2 separate regions of the Danio rerio genome follow, and region 1 is linked to region 2. The links are chromatin contacts, called in public Hi-C maps. All regions are on one chromosome and are shown on one strand. The core of a region is the stretch at or near the end of the contact, and the rest is flanking DNA. Distances in the headings are between cores, read along the strand shown. Region 1 holds the start of tacr2 (tachykinin receptor 2). Region 2 holds the start of dna2 (DNA replication helicase/nuclease 2).

Region 1 (3,294 bases), core at 422-2,921, 150 kb after region 2:
CCATATTTTAAATTTCTGTCCGGAGAGGTCATGTTTTGATCCTCGATTAGTCTCACACAGTTAAGTGATGTGATTTCGCAGATCAGAGTTTACCAAGCTGGAACTTTGCAACACAGCAAACTTGTTCCACAGCCTTGTGTTTCCTTTGTGTGCGTATGAATGGAAGTGTATAGGAAGAAAAGTCCAGTGTTATCACACCTTTACCTGTAGGTTTCAAACAAGCCTGAAAGACTTAATTAGTTTGATCAAGTGTGTTTAATTGGGGTTAAATCTAAACTGTGCAAAGCTGCGGCTCTTAAGGAACTGGCTGTGACACCTGTGGTGTAAAGAAACCATAAAAAACGTACAATGTTTTGAATTGATAGCACATTGTTGTTGTTTCTTAGACTAACAATTTATCCATGCAAGTTATCCACACAAAAAATGTTTTGGTAACCTTCATTTAAAGTCTAACCATTTGCTTGGGCATTTGGAGCGTGGTCCTTCTTGACATCAGTTCGACGGCTTCAGCCCATTCAGCCACACAATATTCTTAACCACGCCCCTCTTACTGTTTTTTTATACAAGTGATTGACACACAAAATTACCCTATTCAAACTATATTCAAACTCTTATAAAAAATAACCATGTTTTTATAACCATTGTGGATTATAATAAAATATTCTGGATACAATAAAATTATTATACAAAAAAATGTTGGAAAACAACAGCAATTGACTTAGTGTGATTGCTATATCCAACTCCTACTACTGCCTTAGAGAGAGAATATTTTCATTGCAACATGCAGCTTTGCAGTCTGGTGGAAGACTGTTGAACCTTTTTTTTTTTTTTTTTTGTCTTTAATATAAACATAATATATACATTTGCACATAACCCAACAATTTAAATCATTCATTCATTTTCATTCAGCTTAGTCTATATTTCAGAGGTCGCCACAGTGAAATGAACCGCTAACTATTCCAGCATATGTTTTACACAACGGATGCCCTTCCAGCGGCAACCCAGAACTGGGAATGACCCATAAACACTCATTCACACACATACATATGAACAATTTAGCTTACATAATCCACCTATGGCACATGTCATTGAACTTGTGGGGGAAACCAGGGCACACAGAGGAAACTCAACACGGGGAGAACATGCAAACTCCATACATAAATGCCAACTGACCCAGCTGAGGCTATAAGGGACACTTAAAATAATATGAAATAATAATTTAAATAATAAATTATTGATTATAATAATTAAATAATACATTTATATGAAAAGTGTGTAATTTGCACATTGAGGGAGAGTTTACTCAAAAATGTAAATTCTATCACTATTTATTCACCCTGAAGCACTCACTTTATGATTTTTTTTCTTCTGTTGAACACAACATAATATATTTAGATAAATAATGAAAACCTGTAATCAATGACTTCCATATTTGTTTTTCTATGGAAGTCAATGGTTACAGGTTTTCAGCTTTCTTCAAAATATCTTCTTTTGTGTTCAAAAAAAGAAGAAAAAAACTTGTAAAGGTTTAGAACCACTTGAGGGTGAGTAAATAGTCAATTTTTTGGGGTGAACTATCCCTTGAATAATAAAAATAATAAAAACTATAGATCTAGAAAACCAGCCTGTAATTTCAGCAAGTGGTGTCCGAATAAAAGTAATGTGCAGTAATTTACTATCCACTTCCTCCAGCTGCAGCCCAAACCCATGTCTCACTGCTCAGACAAAATGATCAACCATCACCTCACGCAACTGGAGAAATATAGGGACTGATAAGATCTCAGTGGAACAAGTAGAGCAGAGTAGACCCCACACATGCTCTTAAAATGTGACATATTTCCATTAGCGTGCGCTGAAGGGAGTTTGCAATAATTAATGACCGCAAGCTGTCCACGGTTAGCGCGTCAAGTGCATGCCAATTAAATATTTTGATTATTGGCAGATTTTCGGAACGCAGGATGGATGCTGCGCGTCATTGCGCGCTGGCAAAGATGCTTTACTCAACGTCACTGCATTGGACCCGACACACCTCCAATACTTGGCACACATTCCTTCAGTTTTCCACCATCCCTGCAGGCGCAAAAACGCACTTCAGCCGGCAGTTTGGACATAAAGCGGCACATAGCGCACTGACCACTCACTGGAGAATGAACTGCTGCAAATGCCTAAAATACACAGTTTTACCATGCCATAGCATCAGAAGAGTGAGTCATTCAATGGAATAAGCAAAAAGATTTATGTCTTGAGATTTTATGGACAATAACAATGGATACCACTTTGGACCCCCTTTCATCATCTCTTCTGTATTACGATGAAGATGGAAACGAAACATCCATTAATCTGTTCGAGCAGCCGGACTGGCAGGTGGCATTATGGGCGATTGCATATACTTTGATCGTAATTATTTCCTTCATTGGCAATGTCACAGTTATTTGGATCATTCTGGCGCATAAACGCATGAGGACAGTGACCAACTACTTCATTGTCAACCTCGCCTTCTCTGATGCCTCTATGGCAACTTTTAACACAGTTTTTAATTTCGTTTATGCTTTGCACAATGACTGGTATTTTGGTTTAGGATATTGTAAATTTCAAAACTTCTTCCCAATAACAGCAATGTTCTCAAGCATTTATTCAATGGCCGCTATTGCAGTTGACAGGTAAGCAGACTAAACAAATTATAAGGTGTGTGTTAATGTGCGTGTGCGTGTAATGTAATAGTGCTTTTACACCTTAAAATGTTCCCACAGTTTGGTAATAATAAATATTTATTGCACAACAATGAGATTATATGTTATAAATCATGTATTATAAAGACTGCAAGTTCCTAAAAATAGCAGTGACAAAACGCGTAAACTATGACATTATATAAAGTTCTGATTTCAGCTGCTTTTTATTCTTTCTTGCTGGACATATAAAGTTAGAATTTGGATATCAAACCAATTTATGTGATTGATCAGGTGATCAGACGTCTGGTTAAAGAGCTCTTTTTTCCCAATGGGAATGCAGAATTTTAGTCCCATAGAAAGTATAAAAAATGCCACTAAATGTTTGGAATAACATAATTAATCTACTTTAAATGTTTAAAAATTACACAATTAATAAAAATAAATAAATTCACATAGATATTGTTAGCCCCCAGCAATTATAAATCATATTTTTATGCCACAATATAATTGTCCTTAACGATTGTCATGGTTACTTGAAAGAGTTACTCTCATGCAAAATGGTAAAGTGATCAGGACACTTCAAATGTCAAAGGGTCTAAATGAAAATCTTTGCGCACATAGATTG
Region 2 (3,254 bases), core at 5-2,504:
TAGCCATAGGCTTGTAATTGAAGTATTTTCTAAAGAGTAAAATTGACCAAAAATCCATAAATTAAATAATAAATATATATAAATAAATAAAAACAGTTTTTTATTAAACATTCTCCAAAAACTCCCATAGCGGATTCCAGTTATGCCAGAAATCATTCGATTTCTGACGCAAGTCATAAGTCGGTTTTTCTAAATAGCAATCTGATTAATTTTTTTATTAACAAATATGCCAGAGCAGATCAAAAGCCATTTTCTTCACTAAAATTAGTTCCACAAAATTGCCCAATACATTGGATAACATTAAGCAAAATAAAAAAAGCAAAAAAAAAATTGTCTTCTTCTTTTTCAATTGTTTTAGCATGTCAAAAAGATCAAGTCTTATCCTGCCATCCTTAAGAGACGGTTCTAGAAAATGTCGCAAAAAATTATAGAAGTTGTTATTTGGGAAATTAAATTCCTGTTTTAATAACTGAAATGATTTCAGCCTCCTGTTGTTAAATATCTGATTAAATTTGTTGATTAATCCAATTCCAAAATCCCTGTTTCCATAAAAGGAAACCAATGTTCTGAATAGGGGGTAGCTCGAGATTCGAAATAGGAGATTTTAAGGAAGGAGTATAGGAGAGATTCAAATACTTTTAACAGCATCTGGATGCAGCCTTTATGATGCAAGCTGAGATTGCATCCCTCAGAGATGCAATGTCAGACACAATGCACTCAATGGAGTTAGTAACATCACTGTAATGCTTTCCATGCCAAGAGTGTTCGATACTGAAAAGATGATAGATACCGAGTCAAGTTTAAATCTATGTTGTTTCATTTTTATGCACAACCTATAATAAATAGGCCTATATTATATATTTATGCCAGCTGAATTGTTGCATTATTTTCACAAACGTTATAAAACACTAAAGTAGACATTATTTAATTTTTTTTTCTTTTTATGTGTACAAAATTTTGACAAAACCAAACAAATGCTAGCAAAACATGTTAGCTTTCAACAACGAGCCTCATGAATAAGCGTTTGTTTGTTGTCTTGGTAATCATAAATTTATCTCTCGTTACAAAAAACAACAACGATATAATTGTTGGTTTTGTTGTTTATGTATGATATAATGATCACTGCAAAACGACTCGACTGACTGATAGGACTGTCACTGGGTGGCAGTGTATCTGCAATGGCGTTGGAAGTTCCGCAAACAAGAAACAACGAAGAAGAAGTTGCTTATCATGTGATGTTTATTAATTCTACGCGGGAATCTGTTTCACTGCACAGATGAATCAAACGTTATTTACGCCAGCAATTGCATTTAATTCATGTGAAAGTAACAGTTACGTTCAGATGTCCGTCTGGCTGTAAGAATAACGTCATCAGTTTCTGGACGAAGTTCATCTTTTAGAGCAGCTTTACAGTGGTGTGAGATGCTTAAAGTTTTTGAATGAGTGTTATGCTTTTCTGCAAAGAACAAAACGCCTTCAGTCGTTTTATTCACATACGTCTACAATGATGAAGTGCAAATCCAGCCGATCATCTGTGAGTATTTAATTCAGTTCGTTTGCTGCTATATTGTTAGATGTTTTTAAGTTGTGAAAATCGGGTTGCCTTAACTAACATCTTCCTTTTAATCTTAGATGGTCAGTGGAGTTCAATCAAACATTTCTTCCTTTTTCCTCTCAAAGGTAAGGACACGACTGACAGGGACAGTTCACCTAAACATTTAAATGATGATACGTCATCATTATTTACTCACACTTATGTTGTTTCATACTTCAATGACTGTTTATTCTGTACAGCACAAAAGGATGTTTGAAGGTTAGAGACCGATAGCTCTGATCACAATTCACTTTCCTTACATTTTATTTATGAAAAAAACGTTTAACAGTCAGTATCCCGGTATTGTAATTATTGCTCCAAAATATATTCTTTTTAAATTTCTTGGTAAAAAACAAAACCTTTTTCCCCTTTAAATTCAATATATTCTTTTTTTTTTTTTTTTTTTCGAAAGATTTATGATATTTTGGAGCAGTAAACATGTCAGACCATATAATTAAAATGAGTCATTGACTTCTGCTGTCTTCATTTGTTTCAAAAACAAAGATTTCTGTACAATTTAAAATGGCATCTTTGGATATTTTTTCTGCTAGAGATACTGTTGTCATAAAAAACAAAAATGTAAATAAAAAATCTTACAGATACTTAGGAACGGTATTACAGAAAATGTTCGCTGTTTTAAAACCTTGAATTTTCCAAACCACAGTAATATTGAAAACGGTTAGCGTCCGATGCCTAGACAGATATGTTCACTATCCCAAAATATTTTAAATGTTTCTCAAAATAAAATATGTTGTGTTCAAAGGGGGAAAATTATTATTATTTTTTTACCCAGACATTTAAAAAGAACATATTTTAGAGCGGTAATCACAATACCGTGAAACCATGATATTTTTTATTAACAGATATTTATTATCAAACCGTTATCTTAATCCGGCCCATGCTTAAACACAAGACATTTTTTAAAGCTTTTTGAAAGAAAGGGCTGTTTTTTTTTTGTTTGTTTTTTAATAAAAATAAATGTACTTTTTATTATTATTTATTTTTTTAGAAACAGCATTTATTAGAGTAATTGGAGAGTCTGGTGCTATTTTCATATTTTACAAATGGCAGTTTATTTTAAACACTAGGTTAGTTCAAGGTTTTAAAATGCATTCATTTCAGCATTTAACTTTTTTCTCAATTAATTTTTTGTTTTTTCAGGTAGCGGTAAAGTCACCTAAAAAATGTGAAGTAGGAATTACAAGATCCCCTGTTTCTTTAAAGACTGGGTTTGTGAAGGACGAAAATGTTCCCTGCTCCCCAAACCCATCTGCTGTCCCAGAGACGCCTGACAGTCTGAGAATCGAGAGGCCTTCAGACACTTCATTTGAGAAACGCTCACCTGTTTCACGTGGTCTACATACTAAAGGAGTCAGGGGTAAACCTAGCCTGAATGCACGAAAGCTGTTTCAGCCACAGAAAAACAGCAGTTTAGAGTCAGAGGACACTTTTGAGTTCAAGAATGGCGTAAGTCACTCAGGCTCCGTAAAGAGGTTGTTGCACAGCACTGAAAACATACAGAGTGCCAAGAAGTCCAGGACTACTCAAGATCAGAAAATAACTGATTGTGGCCCAAGCTCAGCAACGGCCAGTCAAAATAAATTTTCTGAAACATTGCAAAAAGCTTTCTCTAAGAGTCCTGAGAAAAAAATCAAAACTG

What was found. Hi-C and Micro-C count contacts between places; a contact is called where the count stands out from the background.
Region 1: a Hi-C map of hematopoietic stem cells shows a contact between it and region 2, with 3 times the contacts expected there. The contact joins the promoter of tacr2 here to the promoter of dna2 in region 2. A contact is called at or near these places in 2 of 18 Hi-C or Micro-C datasets (hematopoietic stem cells and an unstated tissue).

What each region holds. Positions count from the first base shown.
Region 1 is chr13:26,127,396-26,130,689 of GRCz12tu, forward strand. It overlaps tacr2 (tachykinin receptor 2), which reads left to right and starts at 1,672. Exons shown (of 5, transcript NM_001327859.1): 1 at 1,672-2,660. The coding sequence starts at 2,266.
Region 2 is chr13:25,974,227-25,977,480 of GRCz12tu, forward strand. dna2 (DNA replication helicase/nuclease 2) reads left to right here and starts at 1,255. Exons shown (of 23, transcript XM_682882.10): 1 at 1,255-1,534; 2 at 1,633-1,680; 3 at 2,756-3,254. The coding sequence starts at 1,505.